Linked DNA regions of Danio rerio: region 1 is linked to region 2. The links are chromatin contacts, called in public Micro-C maps. All regions are on one chromosome and are shown on one strand. The core of a region is the stretch at or near the end of the contact, and the rest is flanking DNA. Distances in the headings are between cores, read along the strand shown. Region 1 holds the start of fer (fer (fps/fes related) tyrosine kinase). Region 2 holds the start of tmem232 (transmembrane protein 232).

Region 1 (4,335 bases), core at 292-2,791, 270 kb after region 2:
AGGTGTGGCACCTGGTGTAGTCTTCTCCTCCTGTAGTCCATCTGCCTCAAGGTTAGACATGTTGTGCATTCAGAGATGCTCTTCTGCATACCTTAGTTGTAACGAGTGGTTATTCGAGTTACTGTTGCCTTTCTATCAGCTTAAACCAGTCTGGCCATTCTCCTTTGACCTCTGGCATCAAAAAGGCATTTGCGCCCACAGAACTGCCGCTCACTGGATATTTTCTTTTTTGTGATCATTCTCTGTAAACCTTAGAGATGGTTGATGGTTTTGTAAAAATCCCAGTAGATCAGCAGTTTCTGAAATACTCAGACCAGCCGGCCTGGCACCAACCACCATGCCACTTTCAAAGTCCTAAATCACCTTTCTTCCCCATTCTGATGCTCAATTTGAACTGCAGCAGATCGTCTTGACCACGTCCACATGCCTAAATGCATTGAGTTGCTGCCAAATTTACATTAAAGATCAGTTGGACAGGTGTACCTATTAAAGTGGCCGGTGAGTGTATATAGAGAAAATTAAGAAATTAGTATTTTTTTGGAATATTGTATTTAATCACAAACAATTTGGATATTTTGACCGCTTGACATTTTCTTTCTTTACTTTCTTTTTTAAAACTCTGAATATCAATGTTGATGTAATTTAAAAGTTGTATTAGACTTTTTAAAAGGAAAACAACTATTAAAATTGTAGTCAAACAGGCTAGTAAACCCATAAATTGGTATTTCCAAATCGTCTCTCAAGTTCTTCCATATATGTACGTGTATAAAATCCCCAACTTTATCTGCCTGTCAAACGTTCATGTCCCCTTCATTCTGCAATAAAACACATTAGTATCATCTGATGCCACAACCGTAAAGTAATGATGTGCAAAGTATGTTAGACCTAAAATAAGTTATGAGCATCACATGAAGGAAGTAGGGAGGAAACTGATTAACGTTAGTTAATATTTTACTCTTTCAAAGTTACCTTATCAATATAAAAGCCCTTCTCAATCGTCCTCAACGTCACAGTGACAGAATGATCTTACAGACTTCATTTGCAATGGGTTATGTCGGTCAAGGTAATTAAACCGCAGTTTAGCTGTGTTGTTCATACCGCTGTTGTCAAAAGTTTAATAAGAGTGACGGCCGACTCTGCGTTTAGATTCAGCACACACTCACACGTCCATAACAACCGCAAATAACAACGACGGACAGTTGACAAACTGCAGAACATATTTTATACGCTTACTGAACATGTTCATTGGCTTTCCTGTGCTGGTGGGACGTTAGCCGCTGCTAGCGCTGCCCTGCTAATGCTGCCTGGCCTTTTCCTTTGGAAAAACAGCAAAACAATTGAACACAAGCGCGCATTCCCGAGACCTGCAGCGCACTAAACACAATTTGCGTGCGAACAAAATAGCGTATGTAATAAAATAGCTCGTCGGCTTACTGTAATGGTGTACTGTGGTATTTGTCCGTGTTTCCTGATTCCTCGGTATTCCTCTTTTCTTTGACTGGGGTTGGAGGAGTTGAGTTGGGATTCGGGAGGGGTTTCCGCTCAGCTCCAGCGCTGCCACAGGCTTATGACGTTTACCACACGACCCTCCGAGCCCTGCAACTGTTCCTGTGTGTGTGTGGTCAAGTATGATCACTGCTGTGTGTACCTGCCTTAAAGGTCTTTCCTTGAAAGAAGAAGGCGGACAGGTGTTCATTTAATGGTCACTCACTGACCTGACACGAGGGGTGTGGAGTAGGAGACTGCAGGATTTCTCGATTATATACACTCCTAAAATGATTGAAAATCTCAATTTAATATACTTTAGAAACACTTCACTTAAAGAGAAAGATAGTCACAGCTTATAGTCAGTGAGTGTTGATTTTAAATGGATGGTCAGCAGATGCCTGCCTGTCTGACGAATACCAAATATCCATCGCATGTAATTAATTATAGAAACGACCATAAGATGGCGACATTTCCTCTAGTCTACACGCACCAGTACGTACTCATTACTCTGGGCTTAAAGGGACAGTTCACCCAAAAATAAAAATGTACTCAACATTTTTTACTCACCCACCCTCAAGTGGTTCCAGACTTTTATGAGTATCTTTCTTCTGTTGAACACACAAAAAGCGATTCTAAAGAATGTTGGAAACCGTTTACACCCATATTAGTAAAAACAAATAGCCTATGGGCAACCAGTTTGCAACATTTTATAAAATACATTTTTCTAAATAAACACAGAAGACACTCAAACAGGTTTGGAACAAGTCAAGGAAGAGTAAATGATGACAGAATTTTTTAACTACTACTAATTACTGTGTTTATTATACATGTTACACATTATTTTGTTCTTTTTAATGTAAACTTTATAAATGCTTTGACACTACATTTGTTACATTTGTCATGCCAATAAAGCGATTATTGAATTGAACTGAACTGAATTAAATCGAATTGAATTGAATTAAATTGAGAGAGAGAGAGAGAGAGAGAGAGAGAGATACTTAAAAGGGTGGTCCAGAGTGTATTTTTAAGGCTTGGTTTGGTTGTGTTTATAAAGTGCAAAACAATGTGTGCGTATGCTTCATTTGTTATAAAAAATAACATGATATTTTTTTGTATGTCTTTAACTATATACTGCTACTCAGCTAACATGAAAATGGCGTCATATTTCCTAGTTCCTCCGAAAGCCCGCCTTCAAGAGGCTCTGATTGGTCAGCTAAAATAATGTGCTGTGATTCTCAGATCAGTTCCATGTCACCAGGAAGTGTCGATCCTCTACTAGCAAAGTGTAAATAAGTTAGAGTAAATACTGTTTGATAAATACTGGTAAATATGAACTTGTAGCTAAATTGTTAATGGTGTCAAATAGCATTTCCTGTTGTTTACATCCTTGTTTACATCCTTGCTACAACATACCATCAATGCTAGACACTATGCATGTAATAGATAAATTTTAAATAAAAATACTTACAGGTTGAGGCTTACAATCCACACTTTCTGCTATTATGTTTAGAGCTGCTCCTTCTTTAAGTAGTTTTAGCTGAATCCAGTACTGAACAGGGAAAGTTTCTGGAAGCTGTCCTTTGTCAAATGCTACCTATATATTTTTTTATAACTCTCTGGAGCATTCATTCATTAATTTTCGGCATTTTGTTGGCTTAGTCCCTTTATTAATCCGGGGTCGCCACAGCAGAATGAACCGCCAACTTATCCAGCAAGTTTTTATGCAGCAGTTGCCCTTTCAGCCGCAACTTATCTCTGGGAAACATCCACACACATACATTCAAACACACACTCATACAGTACGGACAATTTAGCCTACCCAATTCACCTGTACCGCATGTCTTTGGACTGTAGGAAACCGGATCACCCGGAGGAAACCCACGCGAAGGCAGAGAGAACATGCAACTCCACACAGAAACGCCAACTGAGCCGAGGTTCGAACCAGCAATCCAGCTGTGAGGCGAAAGCACTACCTACTGCGCCACTGCCTCGCCCTTTCTCTCTGGAACATAATTAAAATTAAATTGAAAGCACTTCTCTCTTTGTGTCGTGTCCTTTGGAAGCCCAAATAAAGAAACATAGAAGCTCTGTGGAAATATGTCAAATGAATGCTCCTAACCTGAAGAATTTTGGATCTTATTAGCCCACACTGTAAACGATTTCTGTTGTTTTCACGGTATTATACTGCATTTCTCAACAGTTGTTTACTGTATAAGCTGTGCACAGTGTGTTACTGTATATATTGCTGTTTTCACAGCATGATAATGTATTCTCAACATTTCCATACTGTGAACATGGTTAACAGTATGCTACTGCAGATTTTACAATGAATTTGGGGAAAAAATCAGTTACTGTGCATCTAAATACAGTACTGCAAATGACCATGAAAAACTCTACACACACTTTATATTATTACTATTATGTTTATTTTATTTTTTGACAAAGTATTTTGTGAAGAAAAATAAACTAACCAGTTTCTTCAGACTGTTCAGTGCATAAAACTGTCCCCTGGTTTTCCATTTTTGGGTGTACTGCAACTTAATTTTATAAGGTTAACATGAAAATATTAAATAATTTTTAATCAACATAACTTTGTGCTTAACCAAAACGTAAACTGGAACAAAAGTAATTGATTCATGAAACCAAAGTCAGCTTAACTGTCAGAATGACCAGCCTGCTTTAGACGGATTCATGAGGATTGGGCACCCGTCACCATGGAGGTCACATCTCCGCATTTTCAAAACAATATTTTAAAATACGCACCATCTCTATAAATAAACCACAGACTCGAGTTTAAAACAACTACATTCCCGCATGAAAAACGGTTAAAACTAAATTTCATAACAC
Region 2 (4,232 bases), core at 1,224-3,723:
ATAGGTCTATAGGTCACCATCTCAAACTCTCCTTTTTAGTTCACACTGTACATCCAGTTCACAAGCTAAATATTGACCTCAAAATCATGTGGTCAAGTTTAATACACATAAGATTTTAACAGTCCCACCCTCCCGTCCCAGCCCAACTCACCCTGTAGATACGATAGCTTACCTTACCCATTATTTTACGCCCATTCATGGCTGCGAGCGAGGCCGCTGCGTGCCTATGTTCGAAGAACTCCACAAAGCAGTATGGATCGTTACCTGCCGTCTGAAAGCAAACAAGTACAATTAGACATCAAATTAATTTCTTATATCAAGTCTTTGAAAAAGAAACCTTGTTAATATGTAACATTAAAAGGGGAAATAAGGTGTTGCTTTTAAACATTACTAAAAGAGCATTTCAATATGGGCACAGTGTGTGTGTGTGTGTGTGTGTATTTATATACACACACACATACATACGTGTGCCTGTCTGTTTGTGTATCACAATGATGGTCAAAAACTTGCATTAATATACGTGTTAAAATATACTCACATCGACAATCATTTTACAGCTCTTGCAGGGGCCAATCTGACCAAAGAGCTGCATAATAAGGGCCTCGGTCACATCTCGAGACAGGTTTCCGACATACCTGCATTTAAAATAAGGTTTAATATTAAAAAGGAGGATAAGCAAATAAGAGTGAGTGGCCTGTTGAATTCAAGAAACCTTTATTTAAATCTATAATCTGATACACTAATTATAGGGGTCCAGGCACGCACTATGTGGCATCTTCAAGTACCTGAATCAAAATGATCCGCCTAATCTACATTACAAAAGAACTCGGTAGGCATGAGGACCCACGGGCCGCTACTTAACCTTAAAAACCTCATTAGCCATCCGGCAACGAGCTGCTTATTATTATCGTATGTACAGGTTTCAAACAAAGACATGACAAAACAGAGCAGAGGAGCACGCACGAGCGCGCAGCCAGCAACAAAAGCCCTCACTGTCGGATACGAGCAGTCTGATAAGACCAAAATAAGAACCATTTTAACATATATTAATCTATATTTACATTCGGGCTGAGTGTCAACAGTTTAAACATTGTGCGTTATAAATACATATCTGAACGCATGAGACGGATTCTTTGTCTACCAAAGCTGTAAAGACAATGAGCTTTCAGTAAGTACAAGGCAACTTCACGCACTCAAACACAGACAGCAGTGTGCGAGTGTGTGTGCTCGCGCCGTGCTCTGGCCTCTAAAGGCCTGCTGCAATTATCCAAATTAACTCACTAACTAGCACATGGTGTGCGAGATGCTTTAAATCACACGACTGGCCTTTGTCTCCCGATATTGAGCCCTAAATCTAGTGTGAATTTTTCATTCCAGCATTCAGGGCTTTTGTTTGGGGCTCAGATTTTACACGTCTGCTTTGTGGTTGTAGTTCCTTTAGCATCACAGTCAGGACTGCTTAGAGCTGCCGTTACGCGTCAGTTAAGAGAAATGACAAAGCAGAGAGTGTTTTTTTTAAACTATGGCTTGGCATGATGTGAAGTTGGCTGTCTAAAGTACTAGAGTATAATGCCGATATACGTACAGGGTCTTGGGCTGCTCGTCGTCCATCATATTTTCCTGATAGAATTAAGACACCGAACCCTGAGAGAAACTCCTCTTGTGTCGATTGTGAGATGATCTCGCGTTCCACCCGTGTCTCGCTTTTTCCAGTGTTGTTACCCTCTCTGATCTCCGTCAAACCTGTTATAATGAGAGTAAATGTGAAATGCCGCCTCGGCTGACTCCAGTTATGAACAATGGAAAGGCGACATAAGATGGCGGAGGAGCCGGACCGGAAATGCAAGCGCGCATGCGCGTACCAAGTACAAAGCGCACAAAAAAGCAAGCTTTGAAAATGTGCTCAAATGCTAACGCACTGTTTATTAAACCGTAACTTTTGTGCATTACATTGCTAGTTTAGACGTGTAACGTTACCAATTGTAATATGATTTAAAAAGGTAGGAGACTACGTAGATTCGTGACAAAAAGTAAGTGCGCCGCCCGGGAATCGAACCCGGGTCGCAAGAATGGGAATCTTGCATGATACCACTACACCAGCGGCGCTCTATGGGAAGGGGAGTAAATGTCCCTAATAATTGATGATCAAACCATGAAGGGAATATTTCAGGAAGGGAATTTTTTTAAGTAAAATTGTCAAAATTACGCTTTCCTCGTGGAGAATGCTTTTTGTCTAATTATGAATTGTGAATTATTAGATCAGAAACATATTAACCATTGGATTTTAAGGTGGCAGAAAATGTATAATACAAAATTAACGTTTCGAGCACAGTCTACGTTTAGGACATTTGCATCGCAATCAATTTGAAAGGTTGTGTATATTCTAATTTCATAAAATAAAATGTATTTTAATTATATGGTGTTGTTGACAAAGTAACCATGGCAACCTTTCAACTAGGTTTTTGCGTTGTGTGCTTTTTTATCAACGTACAGTGTCTGGTTGACTGCTGAATGTATCAGTATGCCTATACTCAAAATTCCTATTAAACATCATTTAGGAATAGTTTCTCAATCTCAACTCGAACAATTAATAAAACGCCACAGAAAAAAGAGAGAAGAAACTGGAAATGTTAGTGCAAGAAAAAAAATCAAACGGTAGGTATAAAATTCAAAAGGTAAGTAAATGATTTGCTATCCAAAAATAAACCATTTATCCATTCAACTATATTATTATTATTATTTTTAGTAGTAGTAGTAGTATTGACACAAAACTGACAGTAAATAGGACTTTTCTTTCTTATTTTACAGAAATCCCCTTGAAACAACAGAAGACTTTATTGAAAAATACAATCAAGTACAAGGTAGCAAGGAGCAGGAAAAGTATGAAAACCTTGCAAAAGAATTCCTTTGTCGATGGAAGGTATTAAAATGTTTCACACACATTTATATAGAAGAAACATAATGACAAAGTAGGCTAATTCAAATCTACAATGCATTATATCAATACAGTATTACAATAAAAAATGATACACATATTATCCCTGTACATAAAACCCTCAATCGGTTTTAGAGCTTTATGAGCTTTTATGTTTAGTACTAAAGAAGGTAATTTTAAGAAAGATGAAAACCTGCAACCATTGACTTCCATTTCCAAATTAATACTATAGAAGTCAATAGACCCTTTCACACAAACAGACTTTTGGAAACGGACCATGTGTGAACAGGCCCTTTAAAAAAATAATGGTAAATATGTTCTGCCGGAAAGAGAAGTTGTAACATTACAATTTCCCGAATGCTGCTCTGTGTGAACCAAGCGGCAACCTCCCACACTCCCTCGGGAAACCAGTATGGAAGTAACTAAAACTGCTATTCATTAATTCGCCTTTGGGGGTTGGGTCCATGAAATCCAGATGATTTCTGACTGCAATGGTATATTTGCCAGTTTTACAGCTGATAAAAACATGTTTACAGCCTGGTATAAAGATGGTTTTAGTCCATATAGCTAATACCCTTCATGACAACTGTAAGGAGGGTGATTTTTTTTTTTATAACTCAACCGTTTAATTTTATTAAGTCTGCATAATTAAGGGCCCCACTTAAGCGACAGCTAGGTCTCACTGCTCGCCATCTCGTCACCTCAGCTGATTCCGGCTGATTAGCAACTGAACTCGGCATATATATATCTAATTTTTTTGTTGTTTTATGTGGCTTCACACAGTCAGTTGCTTTTTTAAATTATTTCCTACAATTATCAGATACTTTAGCATGCAGTGTGCACTTAATTGTTCTCACAAACCATTTAAGTTGCCTCCATTTCCCAGGTGAGTGAAATTTTTATACATATCTATAAATGTATTTGTTTTACTTAAGATCATTTATCATATATAATTTTTTTTAGACCTGTAATGCACTTCAGAATCTGAATACTTCTGGATACTATGCCCATAACTTACAGTCTATGGTGTGAACAGAAGGAAATTTGTCAGAAACAATGCTCTGACATGAGACGTCTACTCTACAGTTTATGAAAATAAAAGCCTTTGAATCCTTATCCAGACACTTTAAGCTGCTGCATTTTAATCAAATAACGTTTCTGGTGTCAACTGTGGGGAAAAACTAATCGATAAATTGCATATGATAAACCGTCATGAAAGGCGAGGCAGTGGCACAGTGGGTAGGGGTGTCGCCTCACAGTAAGAAGGTCGCTGGGTTGCTGGTTCGAACCTTGACTC

Evidence for each region. Hi-C and Micro-C count contacts between places; a contact is called where the count stands out from the background.
Region 1: a Micro-C map of caudal fin shows a contact between it and region 2, with 6 times the contacts expected there. The contact joins the promoter of fer here to the promoter of tmem232 in region 2. A contact is called at or near these places in 2 of 18 Hi-C or Micro-C datasets (caudal fin and embryo) and 3 of 4 datasets of contacts at active chromatin or transcription factors (caudal fin, embryo and gastrula embryo).

The regions. Positions count from the first base shown.
Region 1 is chr5:62,566,683-62,571,017 of GRCz12tu, forward strand. fer (fer (fps/fes related) tyrosine kinase) reads right to left here and starts at 1,542. Exons shown (of 19, transcript XM_073951505.1): 1 at 970-1,542. LOC137490176 (a long non-coding RNA gene) reads left to right here and starts at 4,072. Exons shown (of 6, transcript XR_011009561.2): 1 at 4,072-4,335.
Region 2 is chr5:62,294,438-62,298,669 of GRCz12tu, forward strand. It overlaps tmem232 (transmembrane protein 232), which reads left to right and starts at 2,474. Exons shown (of 13, transcript NM_001100053.1): 1 at 2,474-2,655; 2 at 2,809-2,920. The coding sequence starts at 2,522. It overlaps tia1 (TIA1 cytotoxic granule-associated RNA binding protein), which reads right to left and starts at 1,793. Exons shown (of 12, transcript NM_212628.1): 1 at 1,586-1,793; 2 at 539-635; 3 at 173-271. The coding sequence starts at 1,614. trnag-ccc (transfer RNA glycine (anticodon CCC)) reads right to left here and starts at 2,106; the gene lies at 2,036-2,106.